Linked DNA regions of Gossypium arboreum: regions 1 and 3 are each linked to region 2. The links are chromatin contacts, called in public Hi-C maps. All regions are on one chromosome and are shown on one strand. Each heading gives the region's core, a stretch centred on a gene start, on an enhancer-like site or on the middle of the called end of the contact. The rest is flanking DNA. Distances are from core to core; before and after follow the strand shown.

Evidence for each region. Hi-C and Micro-C count contacts between places; a contact is called where the count stands out from the background.
Region 1: a Hi-C map of leaf shows a contact between it and region 2, with 5 times the contacts expected there. The contact joins the promoter of LOC108489126 here to the promoter of LOC108488548 in region 2. A contact is called at or near these places in 2 of 5 Hi-C or Micro-C datasets (both in leaf).
Region 3: a Hi-C map of leaf shows a contact between it and region 2, with 3 times the contacts expected there. The contact joins the promoter of LOC108489161 here to the promoter of LOC108488548 in region 2. A contact is called at or near these places in 2 of 5 Hi-C or Micro-C datasets (both in leaf).

The regions. Positions count from the first base shown.
Region 1 is chr10:35,692,264-35,697,010 of ASM2569848v2, reverse strand. It overlaps LOC108489126 (F-box/kelch-repeat protein At3g06240-like), which reads right to left and starts at 2,668. Exons shown (of 3, transcript XR_008271960.1): 1 at 1,317-2,668.
Region 2 is chr10:35,544,462-35,548,844 of ASM2569848v2, reverse strand. It overlaps LOC108488548, which reads left to right and starts at 2,448. Exons shown (of 2, transcript XM_017792829.2): 1 at 2,448-2,750; 2 at 4,185-4,383. The coding sequence starts at 2,722. It overlaps LOC108487264, which reads left to right. Exons shown (of 6, transcript XM_017791562.2): 6 at 1-162.
Region 3 is chr10:35,401,739-35,406,440 of ASM2569848v2, reverse strand. It overlaps LOC108489161, which reads right to left and starts at 3,148. Exons shown (of 2, transcript XM_017793486.2): 1 at 3,003-3,148; 2 at 1,629-2,039. The coding sequence starts at 1,997. The coding sequence ends at 1,815. It also overlaps the pseudogene LOC108488235.

The sequences.
Region 1 (4,747 bases), core at 1,419-3,918, 150 kb before region 2:
CCTATTTTTCGGGTCTCTAGTTTTATCTAAACTCTCCCACTTTTCGAGCTAGCCTTCGAGCTATGCTGGACTAAGTAACCCAACCCATTGGCAGGTCTAATTGGTTAATATATCAACATTGGATCATGATAATTATAATAAAATAAACACATAATCCTTGAATCACTGACAAGCAAGAATCATGAAGAACCCCGGCTTCCCTGAATATATAGAAAACCTGAAATTTAAGCCCTCACCTTAATTATCTGCTTTATCCAATCTCTTCCCCGTTATATCATATGCTTTCATATTTGAGTAATTTAAGTACTTCGATACAGATAGATTCAATTTTGAAGTTTTTCAAATATTTGGAAGTTTCATCCTTGAAGGGTCATTGTCGTGTATTCATGTTCGAATTTATGTTGAATAAAAATATGGACTACGCGAAATAAATGAACAGTAGAGCAACCTAGCTCATAAGATTCCTTCTGTACTTTTCATTTTTCTTGAAGCATCCGTAACTAGTGTTAGGCACCATTTTAGATACGGACGATCACCAATCTAGGTAATAAGTTAACAGTGGTGCCATGAGGACTATCATATCACTACCAATTTTGCTCCAACATCTCAGTTTTCTTTAAGCACCCATATCTAGCATTCGTGTTAGATTTCCAGATATGGGCATGAGAATATGATCCTCCAAATACATTAAAAACCATTGATCATACCTGTACCCAACACACACTCTAGTCCAAAAAACATACATCAACACCACTGCAAAAATGAGAAACTAGCTGATAATGATTCATGATAGTAGAAGCTGCCCCAAGTTGCATTGGCAAGCAATTGGGAATGGAAATTGTAATAAAAGTGGAAGAAAAAACACAGACAAGCAATCTGTATTCAGTGGATTCCTAGAAAAACAAAATTATTTGAGCTAATTACACTGTTTCATTTGGATCTAAAAGTACTGACAATAAGTCATGATCATCATCATAATAGTTCCTATTGCTCAACATCAAATTACATTCATCGATTCGAGACATCTAGCTCTCTAAACAACAATTCGTGTACGAAAAGCACACCATATCCAGCATGTATATGCACCTGCAGATCGTATCTGCAGGTTATTAGATCTGCAGAGAAGAGTTAACAACTAATTGATTCTCTAGGCAGAAATCTAGCAAATTCATTGAACCAACCAAAAAAAATACAGACAAGGCAGAGGCTAACATCTTTGGCTTACGTATAGAACGAACAATAACAGCAGTTTTGGAGAAAGACAATATAGTCGACATAAACTGCATATCAAGAGAGCAAATCCCATGAAATCTTACCTCTTTTGTTGTAGTCCCCATCCATTTTCATATTCAATATCAATTCGATGCGTCTCCAGCCGGCCGACGTATTATAAGTTCCTCGCGCTCTGATCTTCCATTGATTGGAACCAAGCTCTCAACATAAGCAATAATCTGCATCGTTTCCTGATAAGCATGGATACCAAGACTTTTAAGCTCTCGCGTGGAGGGGTCAAACAACACGAGTTCATGATCCGAGCTCTCGAGAAACAATTCACCATTTTTCCAAAACCCCAAAGGCCTCTCAACTCCATGAAGAGAGTCAATTCTGAATTGTTTAGTCCATGATCCATTCATAACCCACAAATCAAAAGATTTGTCAGTCCCTTCCCTTGGGTAAACAATAGCACCAAGCAGTCCATTGAAGTCCAAAAGTTCCAAATAGTATTTAGCTAAAGACCCACCAAATTCAGGCAATGGTAAAGTAGAAAACTTTTCATTGACCATATCAAATGAGAGAATAAGGTAATCAGAGTCCCCAATTGCCTGCCAATAATAAAACCCATTTACGTAATTATTAAACAAAGGAGATCCATAAGGTTGAACCCCGGGAACTGAAATCTCCTTCCATGAATCGCTTTTAAGTGAATATAACTCAACTTGGTGGTTCCAATCACCCATTAACCCTTCATCTTCATTCTCTTCAAAATAATTAGTAACAAATCTTACCACTTTGTAGTCACCACTTTGAGAATCAAACCCAATACCAACGCAACCAAAACTAGTGGAATCTACTAAAGGAGGGCGTTGGACTGTGGATTGAGGGAGAGTTTTAAACTCTCTAGTTGATGGGTTCCAAAGGGCAACCTTATCAGCATCATGTAAACACAATAATCCATTACAAGGACCTGAAACCACAGGGGCATACCAACAATCCTCGAAAAAGGGTAAGTGAATGTTGTGTTGTACCGAAAAGTTTTGGCTTTTCTCAGTTGAAAGTTGAGATAAATAGTAGATGTCATCATGGGTGTTACCCTGACAACGTTTGAGGAGGAGATTAAGGTTGTTGTTGTGGAGGTTGTTTTGCTGATGTTTGGTAATGAAGTGAGGGGTTTGAAAAGATGAACACCAAGGCTTACAAACGCACCTGAAACGTGTCAAGGATTTAACTGGAAGCTTTGACAGAATCTCCAACATCACCATTTCTGGTACCTCAACTCTAGTTTCGGGCATCTTCCCTCTCTGTCTTATCTATTTCCTCTGTCTTTTGATGAATGATTTCTTTTGGGGGAAAACAATGTGAACTAAGATAGAAAAAAGAAGACAAAACTATAACAAGTAACAGTACACGTTTTCTTATTTGGTATGTAACAATAACAAAACAATGTTGAAGAGGTGAAAGAAAGTGAAGGTTAAATTATGCTATTACAGTCCCTGTAATTTATGAAAGTTATGGATTCAGTCATTAAAATTTAATTTCATCAATTTTAATTTTGTAGTTTTAAATTGACCAAATCTACTCCTTTCCAAAAAGTAGCAATTAAATTTATTTGGTTAAATTCAATTACTACTCATTTAGAGTTGTAAATTTAGTTCATATTCTCAAATTTAATCATTCTAAGTCCTTATACTTTTTGAATTTTAAAATTTCAATCTTTATGCAAAATACAATTTTAATCCATTAATTATATTTTTAATGAATAATATGCGAAAATAATTAGTGACATGACATTACGCATATGATAATATGTTTGTCGCATCATATTTTAGAAATAGCATAACTTAATGAATTTAACAATTATCATTTGATGAGGTTTGAAATTTTAAAAATTGAAAAGTAAAAGGGTTAAAAATAACTAAATTAAAGTATATAGACTAAATCCATAACTTTTATAAAGTAGAGAGACTAATAACTAAATTTAACTTAAAGTTGAACTACGGTCAATGTTGTTGGACTACAATGATGGGCCTGGCCGAGCCCTCTGGTAATTCTCAAAACCCAAGAGCTTGTCCTGGGTAGGATTAGCACAATAATGGCCATATCCGTAAATTGAAAAGGTTAAAGTATTTTGTTAGTCCTGTACTTATATATAATTTGAGATTTGGCGTGTCTACTTTAAAAGTTAAAAATTCAATCCTGATATTTTTTTAATTTAAAATCCTAATTTAATCATTACCGTTATTGTAGTTTTTGTCAAAATTCATCAATTTAACATGTTTATTTAAAATCAATCATATGTTATGTCATATAAGGACAATCTAATCAAAATTCTAAGTTGATAAATTTTGACAGAAAATATTTAAAATTTTAATGATTGGACTCTGACTTTTAAATAAAAAATACGAAGACCTAATTTTTATTTTTAAGTACATAGATTAAATCTCAAATTTTGACAAAATTCAGAGACTAACATCATATATTAACCAATTAAAATATCTAAGATACTAGGAATATAACCCCAGTCTTTTATTTTTTACTAAACAAAAAAAAAAAATCAAGAATAGGGATAGCATACATTACATAGTAATCCTTGAAGAGCAAATAAGTAAATCAAAATTGGTCAAGAAATAGTTGAAAATACAAAAAGAACACTAAACTTGATAGCATTGATAAACAGAAAATAGAAGCATGACAAAAAGGTAAAAATCTGATACAAACATATCAACCTCCAATATGAAACAATCCATAATTCATGAAAACTCAGGTCATCATCTCATAAAAATCCCTTCCAATCACCATACTCCACAACTCATGATAATCTCTTAACAAAACTGATTATTGAAAGCAACCATTGGAAGTAGATAGAGCCCAACAAAAACCATCACCAGACTATAACTTGGATAAAATGAATGTGAATATGAATATTTCTTGAACATTCCAAAAAAACTATTTTTATGTTCAAGTGACACCACATAAATGATAGCAAAACTAAACTCCCTCTCTTCAATCTCAATTAGATTAACCATCAATTCAATAACTCACTTTCTTCTCTACTTATTGTGTTCAATTATAAATTTGTTTTGAAATAATTAAAATTGTAAAGTACATGTTTAATATTTCTATTGTTAATATTTTTGGGTTATTGATTTGAAATAAATTTCATTTTATAATTTAAAATTTTAGATTTTTGACAAAGTATTCAACTCTTACTTCTACTATCTAAGAGTATTTACTAATTTTTATTTAATAATGGTATATTCAAGTATGTAATTCATTATTATGTTTTAAAAGTCTTTTTATACTACTTAAAAATATTGTAAAATTGTTATTTTCTAAATTATTGTAAAATCTTATCCAAAAATTTGTAAAATTCTTTTTAAAATTATTGTAAAAAAAAGGAGAAAGAAGAAAACAAAAAAATCTCACAATTAAAATATGAGTGTCAAAATTCCAATAAAAATTATTTATTAATTAATACATTGAAATGCTGTAATACACTAAATTGTAACTTCAAATTTAATATAACATG
Region 2 (4,383 bases), core at 1,199-3,698:
TGATAAACTAGCTTCAACCAACAGTGTTCATGGGGTCAAAATTCTAATCTACAGTTTAGTGATCATGGTTTGTTGACACTGTGAGCTACCTCTCCATCTCAAATTTGCAATGAACTTTGATCTGATTAAATGACTGAAGTCAGTTCCTCTTATTTGCTTCAATCTGTTTAATGGCTGTAGCAAATGAGCTCAATTACTCACTGTAGTTGAAAATTATTGTAAACCTAACCATGTCCGAGTATGTATTAAAAATGAAGAGTCGGAATATTATCATCTATAAATCTGAAGAATGAAAAACTTAGAAGGGTGTAAGATTTATCAATAATATCTAATTTTTGTTAACAAATAATAATATTAGATTGACATTTTCACTTTATTAAGCTCAGTAAAGCTTCCCAAGACTACTAACTTTTTTCTTCCATGGTGGGGGTGGTCTTAGTAGAAAACGATTTGAAAGGCGGGTCTACAAATATTGTAGAAAAAAGAAAAGCAAAAGATGAGTGAGAGTTGAATCTTTTGACCCTGTAAAAAAGAAATTTTGTCAGTCTTATGGAAAGATCATATCATATCATATCCCCCTCTACACATAAATGAAAAATGCTTTCCATTTCTCTTTTATGGGTATCAACTCAATGTGATAATGGAAATATATATAATTGAAACCAGTAACTACTCCACTCCACTCCATCATGTAAAGCTCTCCTTTGTGCCTTGATTTAATCAAAACTTTAATATTAAAATTTTATAATTTTATGGCCACCTCCACATCAAATTTTGACTTCAACATTAATCTATTACATTATTCTTCTTTGGAACATAATAGATCAATTTTGCATGAGAAAATGATAGATAAATTAATGGAGTTTGATAAAGAAAGATGTAGAAAGAGAATGTGTAATTAATCCAGACATCCCCAATCATAATGTCTCCCTTTTGCAGCAGCTTTTGGAGTTTCTGATATAACACCACCCACATTTGAATCATGATGCCATGGCCGTCCATTCTAACATTAATCTATATCTTATTCACAAAGTATAATTAATAATATAATACCTATATACTACTTACCAAAAAAGAACAAAGCCCACCATTTTGGTGGATTTTAGGCATATAAAAATTTATCTCAATTTTAAAGCTCATACTTTTACAATATTACAATATATACTCCATTAAAGACTGCTATGAAAAGGCTACAAAGTCAAATTCATACCAACACTATAAAAGCAGTAGTAAGGAAAAATACATGTTTAAATTTGAGGGATAATGTAGTTGAAAATAGTACTTATGAATCTCAAAAATAAATCATAGAGTGAACATGATAAATAAATAATAATAAAAGTCTAATTCATGATTTATTATTTTGTCTATAAATATCCATTTTAATTATTTTTATTATATTCAAATTTGATTTTTTATTTTTATAATATTAATAGTAGGTCGGTTAATTAGAACTTAAAATAATAAAATTGGGATATTTAATCATTGTTTATGTACAAGAAATATGGAAAGGAAACAACAAAATTATTGGTCTTCAACTTGGAAAATAGTTGATCTCAATTTGCTAAAATTCATAGTTAGGTTGAAATATGAAACCTAACCAAAAAGAGTTGATTTATGTTTTCTGGTAACAAAGGCCATGCATGCATGTCTTCAACTAAAACAATCTCACTTGCTGTAATTATACTAACCTTTGCATCAAAACATGATTATACTGAATGCTCCCTTCCTTTATAATTATGATTTACTTTACAACCCACTTTTGGATTAATATGAAATTGTTTTATCTGTGATCCGATAAAATTAAAAAAAAGTTATATGAAAATAGTTTAAATTAAATTATTAATTTTTGAGAGGATCAAAATATAAGTATTCCATTTTGTTAAAAGGTTAAAAATGATTAAAGTATACCATTTACTGACTTTAGATCGTAAAATGTTTTCAAATGTAAAGGATCAAAAGAATAATATTTCAATATTATAAATTAGAACACATGTAATCATAAAGAATTTAAAATTAAGAGCTCCTTTATACGTAAATATACAATGTTCGTCTTAAAATTCGATCACAATCCAAACTTTAACTTGATATGACGTGGGTCAAAATGTCATATTAGTCCTTGTACTTATGCAGGATTTCAGATTTAGTCCTTATACTTTAAAGGTTAAAAAATTCAATCATCCTACTGTTCTAATTTAGAATTTTTAATTCAATCATTATATATATTAGTAATTTCTGTCAAATTTGTTAATTTAATATATTTATTTTTGTCAATACATCTATTGTCATAATGTTAATTTGACAAATTTTGACGAAAAATATTAAAAATACAGGGAGCACAAATTTTACAAGGTTGTAAAGTGACATGAAGGGGTAATAGAGTAATTGCATTAAAAAGTAGTCACAATGAAACTTTGCCTTTAAAAATTGAGATTCTCTCTCTTAAGAAAAAGAGAAAGAAATCAGTTGAAATCATGGCTGCCAAATGAAAAGCAAAGAGTGTTCGTAATAAAGAAAAGAAAAGAAGGGCACATCACATTGCCAACTCTCCCATGCCTTTCAGACTCATCCCTTCAACTTGAAGGCCAAAAAGCCTTTATTTTATTTTTTTGTATTTTTCACCTCTTTCTCTTTCTCTTTCTCTTTCAACACACAGATGAAAATTCCCTGTTTTCTCATCTTTGCTCACCTCTTTCATTCATCGCTCTTCACCTTGCTTTGTTCATGCAAGATCCTAAGAACTCTCACACAAGGTAAACCTTTTTCTCTCTTTCTTTTTTCCTTTTCTGCATGTAATCCGAATGCTTCTACATTGCTCGGATCAATTCAAACATTTCTCATGAATTATCACCTGTTTTAGTATCGATTGTCTGTTTTTGCTGTGAACAATGTTGCTCATAGAATAGATAGGAATGGTGTTGACAATTCTACCCAAATTGAATTGATTTTGAAAACTTGTTGAGATCAGCTCGGCAAGTTTGCATACAAGGGTGTTAGTTAAAATGCCCCTGATTTTCATGCAGTTTTGATTTGAGTAAGAAATGTTCAAAATCTGCAGACTCAGCAGTTTTCTTTTGCACATTTGTCCACTAAGTGCTTTGCTTAGTGGGCCTATATCTTTACTTGATTTGATCCAATAAGCTAAGTTAAGTCAATGGTTTGAGCCTTATGGCTTGTGTAAGAAATTCCAATCCAATCTTGCCTACCTGAAATCCATTATGTAATATTTATACTAAATCATGCGACACTAGGTATGATATTAATTATCATTAAAAAAAAAAAAAGGTAAATTAATTTTTTTTCACTTATTTAATTGGTGACGTCAACTCAGGAGATATTTATACAGTAAGTGTAGATATAGATAGTAAATTTGTAACTAAAGAACAGCATAGACCCTTAATACCAAAAAGAAAGTACATAAACCCTGATCAGAAAGTATGCATTTGATCGTCCAAAAATCGTTGCTAAGATCATTTCCAATTTATTTTTTACAAAAAATAAAAAAAATAAAAGTTGCAATCTGAAAATATAAGAAGATATATTGTCCTAGAGGGTGTCTTGTTCAAGTAACAATTCTAATGTATATTGAGATTGTCCTAATTTTGATCTAACACCTATAATCTCTCTTAACCCTAATTAAGAAACTGTCGAGATTTTATCTTTATAGGATCTGATCATATATGTTTTATTTGATATAATATCTAAAATTATTCATAACTCTTTCCCAACTCATAAATAATAAGAAAATAATGCGCTTCAGTATACTTAAACTTATGTCCTCTTGCATAAACAACAATACCCATGCCAATTGAGCTAAGAATAAATATATATATTCAAAAACTTTTTTTAAGTTTGGCTGACATTAACAGGGTCTTCGAGGTCATATTCCATACTGATATCTGAATATCTACGGAGCATGGTTACTTCAAAAAGGAAAAAAAAATTGAAGCAACATTATTTTAATATATATATATGTCTATATATATGTATAGTGAATATGAAAGTATCCAAAAAGAAGCATGAATTTAACTTTTCCTTTGATATACGTAGTAGTAAGTATAAAGTTGACTGTGGTTTTGATATTGGCTTTTTTACGATTTTGGCGTTTTGGTCTTCATCCTCAACAGTTTTTCCAAAAAAAGTCTTGCTCAAGATTTGATGCTATAGTTTTGCTTGATTTTCCATAGGAAGCCTTGGTATCAAAGAGCAATGGAGAGGGCCACCGTATGGAAAACTGTTTCGAAGACGGCCGGAATCCCTACTACAAATGCTACAACATTGTGGAAAACCATTTCAAGACCAACTGAAATCCCCATGGCGAATGCAACATTTTGGAAAGCGATTCCCAAGTCCACCGAAATCCCTTCAACTCATCCCAATAGATCG
Region 3 (4,702 bases), core at 1,899-4,398, 140 kb after region 2:
ACAAAACGATAATAACCTTACATGAATACGACGACGACAAAGTCAAACAAATTGATCAATACCTAAAATTGCTAAGCAAGTGTTTGTATCGATCAAGTCGCTACACACGTATCCTATAAAACCAAGACTGAAATTCAAGAAATTCATAACTCATTATGTTTCCGGAAAACGAATATCGATGCAGTACTTAACGAGGCAACAGCTTTTGGTAGCTCAGATACTCGAAACTTCCAAGCTTTCCCTTCGACTTGTACTGGACTATGTTCTGGTATCAACAGTCCAAGCCCTCGTTTCCTGTCAACATCTGCCTCTCCAACCCATAATCCACATGTTTCTTAAAACCCCTCCATGGACCAACACAAAATCTCCTACCATTAAAAAAGTCGCATTATCAGCCAATAATCTACGGGAAATTGGACCATTAGGTCTCAGTGTAGCAGTTCTAGCTCTGAAACTATCACAAAACTTTTCAAGCATGCCATGAAATATCGATGAAGGAATCCCCTGGAAAGGCATTTCCAACCCACGACACAAACTCTTCATCTGTTCCCAACACCATACCAATAAGCCCAAACAATGACTTCCTCCAAACTCTTTATAGTTACCTACCTAAAATCATCTTCAACATTCATTATCTCATGATTGCCATTCAAAGTTATCAGTTTGCCCACCATTTTTAACAGCTTCATGCTTCAACATCTTTTAGAAATAAAGGATCTTGAGCACACCACCTATTTGAACAACGGTGGTAGACACACCAAACCAATAATTGGACCCATCAATTAGGCCACCAAGACGGAAGGCTTGCATGATCTTCTCGAGATCGCCATGGAGGGCTCCCTTAGCAACGACACAACTGGGGGAAGGGTAATGAGTTTGAAGGGGTTTTTGAGGAATTTGTCGATGGTCATGCTTGGGCAAAATGAGGCCGCTGATAGACAAGTCTACGAAGGTGTCAACAACTGATGTAAGAAATGAAGGTTTTCACATGTTGATGATCATCTTCTCTTGTGGACTGATGCTGTTTTCCATTATTTTTTAGGGATTGCTTTTGGCCATCAAGTCTTAAAACCAATCACCATTAAAGGTTGACTAGTCAACTTATTTTCGACCAGATTAATTTTGATTAAACAAATATTTGGGTCGTTTTTATTTCGGGTTATTAGAAATCATTAGAATTGCTTTACTAGGATCAAACTACCGAATCGAATTTAATTATGATAAAGTTAATGCATTACTGTTTTCAACTGGAGGAACCATCAGGACATGTCAAGGAACAATTATGGTTTCCTGGAATGTTCAAGCAAATGGAAAAGTAAAGTGACAAATCTCCACATCACAATGGCTGCCTACAGTTCTAAGCAGTAAAAAGTATTACTACAGGTTAACCAAACCTTCCAAGATACAAAATATAAATGAAAAATAACCAATGGGATGAAGTTTTTAAACTATACAAGTGCCCGCGCTTGCTTTTGGACCCGTCCAGAGAAAGGTCATTGGCTGGTTGCTATAGGGGCAACAACATCAGAAACACACAAAAAAATTAGGGTTTCAGCTTCTCCAACAATAACCAGTGCTGTCATCACAAAAGGTCGTAACATGATAAAAACTTAAAGAATACAGCCAAGGGAAAACTAGTAATAAGTTTTTATTATTATCAACTACAATATAATGTATAACAAACAAAGACAAATAGTTTTCAAAACACAGATTTTAAACACATTATTTTGTCTGTCATATAAATGACCTTTACCTAGTTCTTGACTGCATTGTCACAAAAAAGGCTAATGAGATCAAGGCTTTGATCCCATGCTTCACTTCCCCTCTTGCTTTTTCAGCTCCTCGAACTTATCTATAGCCACCTGAAGCTCATCTGTACCTCCAACAGCTCTCATAGTATAGAAATATACACCAAATACAAATGCTGTCAAACCCCCCGCGACTACCATATTCTTAGTCTTTGGTGCAAGGCTGCCATAAGCAAATAGTCCAGCCATCTCAAAGCAGAAAATTGGTCCAATGTGTTAATACCGTCCAAGCTGAAATTCACCAAGATATTAGTCTACTATCTTCCAAAACTCCACTTGGAAATGGGGAAAAAAGGAGTACAAAAACATGCTCCCTTAGAAATTAACTCTATTAGCCTATATGGTTCTTTGGAAAGGCGATGGAAAGCAACAAAACCTGAAAAAAGAAGAAGGAAATATCCAAAAAAATCCCAATATTATATTACAGTAATTTGAGGAATCTTCTATTGCCTGATACATGATTATAAATTAACAAACAGGAAGAAAAAACAAATTATCTAGCACATCATGTTGATTTATTTTTGAAATTTCATTGCTGAGTCACAGCATGATCCCTACAGAAAGAACAAGATTTTAATCCCCTTCTCCAAATAAAAAATATATAACCAATTAAAACGCAACAGTAATTCCATTGTTCCTTATGAAGTAAAATCATGCAATTCATTTTCTAAAAGATATATATAGTTTCAATTTTTTATTATTCAAAACAATACAACTTGCTTTGATATCAACAGATAACTTGGTGCTTTTTGGTTCTGGAAACAAAAGGCTAAGCAGTTTGGTAACAACAAGTGATGTTTAGATTATTAAACAGAAAATGCAAATAAGGCATCAAAATTCAAACACAAATAATACTGATTTCAAGCAAAAAGTTCATAGCAACAAAAACAGGCATTGTTCATACTTCATCCTTTAAACAATCATTAAATCAAACGAATATTTGTAACAAATCATAACAATAGTAACCAGCAATCAACTATCCAAGAAGAACCCATTTCTCATACCACTGAAAACAAATTAAATTCATATAAAATCAACCCAAAGTCTTAAAACAGATAAGTGGTTCCTCCAAGTTTTGCTAAACAGCAATCTTTCTCTCACACTTTTCAACTTGACCAAGCAATTTCTTTCCTTTTTAAAGTAACACATAATAAAGAACTAAAAAAAAAAAAAAGCGATAGAGCGGAAGCTGACCCGAAAATCCCAAAGCACCGATGGGGTTTTTTTTTATCTTAACCTGAATACAGAGAAGAGAAAACAGAAAGGAAATGCTGCAGATTTGAAAGGTAAAGGAAACCAAGGAATAGGTGGTGCGTGGATTTGGTTGGGATGGTTATGGTTGGGCAAGCAAAATAACGTGGGCCTTAATATTGGCCCATTAAGTAATATCATTTACAAATAAAAAGTAAAAAAAAAAAAACTCATTTTGGTAAATTACAATAAAGGGTAAAGCCCAACGTGACGGACACGACTAAATAGAAAAAAACTATGGTTGGGCAGATTTGAAAGGTAAAGGAAACCAAGGAATAGGTTGGGATGGTTATGGTTGGGCAAGCAAAACAACGTGGGCCTTAATATTGGCCCATTAAGTAATATCATTAACAAATTTATAATTTTAGTTTAAAATAGAAAAAAAGAAGAAGCATGAGTTTATTGAACCTTTTAAACAGACTAAAATCTTTAGTGTTAATTACATTATTAAATTGACATTATTATTAAATTTAAAGTATTAAAAAAAATAGAAATTATACTGTATATCCACGTTAGATTGTATTTTGAAATGCTCACTGTGGTATTCAAAATAAAATGTACAGCTACAACCACCCTGGACCAATCAAAGCACTTTGCAGTTGGGGTTGACGAAAACACTAGTTGACCTGATGATATTATGGAAGATATGCAGAAGGAAATTGAGGGAATTTCTACTTTGCCTTCACTAGATAAGCTTACCATACCATGGAAAATGAAGCCATCAGGCGCCAATGCACTTGTACCTACTTTAGAGACAATGGAAACAGTGGTGACCAACCTTACAAATCCTAAGGAGGCCATGGTTACCATGAGTGCTAAGATGGTGTTAGCAAAAGAGGTGGAAGGGTTGCCATGTGTCTATTTCCATCTCTTTTCTTTTCATATTAGGGTTTAGGGTTTTTTATTTAACAACATTGATGTGCAATTTTCAAGGCTGTGGCAATCCTGAATTTCGTAGTTTAGAAATTTAAATGATTTCAATTATTATGTAAATGGTAAGAACGAAGTGAATGAATTAGTTGATATATATATTTGTCAAATTGAAAAATATTGTTAAAGATTTTAAATTCATTACTAAATAGACTTCTAACAAATCTTTAAATTTTGAGAAATGATCATGAATATTATGTTCCTAAATAATTCACTACTCAATTTACATTGTTTTTGAAATTCAAATACAAATTCTGAAATACTAGTTCCAAACACTACATAAAAGAATATTGTAAACAGCATGATATAGATTAGACCTGATCATAGGCTGGGCTAATGCCAAATTTTAGCCCTTTTTTTAGATTCGATTCGACCTGAAAAATGTGCTTAAAATTTTGCCCAAGCCGGCCCTAGACAAAAAAATGCTAAACCCGAGCTCGACTTGACCTACCCATATTAATTTTTTTTTATATAAAAACAAATCTAAAAAATATAATACTTCAAATGCACTAAAAAATATTAACATAAATGTTTCCCAACAAATTAAAAATACATTAAAAAAGTTTTTATATTTAAATAACACTAAGATAGTTGCAACTTAGCAAGCACACGACTCTAAAATAGTATTAAAACTAACAATAAAATAAGAGCTATACAATATTTAAACAATAACAACAAAATAGTATCAATATAATAGCAAAATGACAACAAAA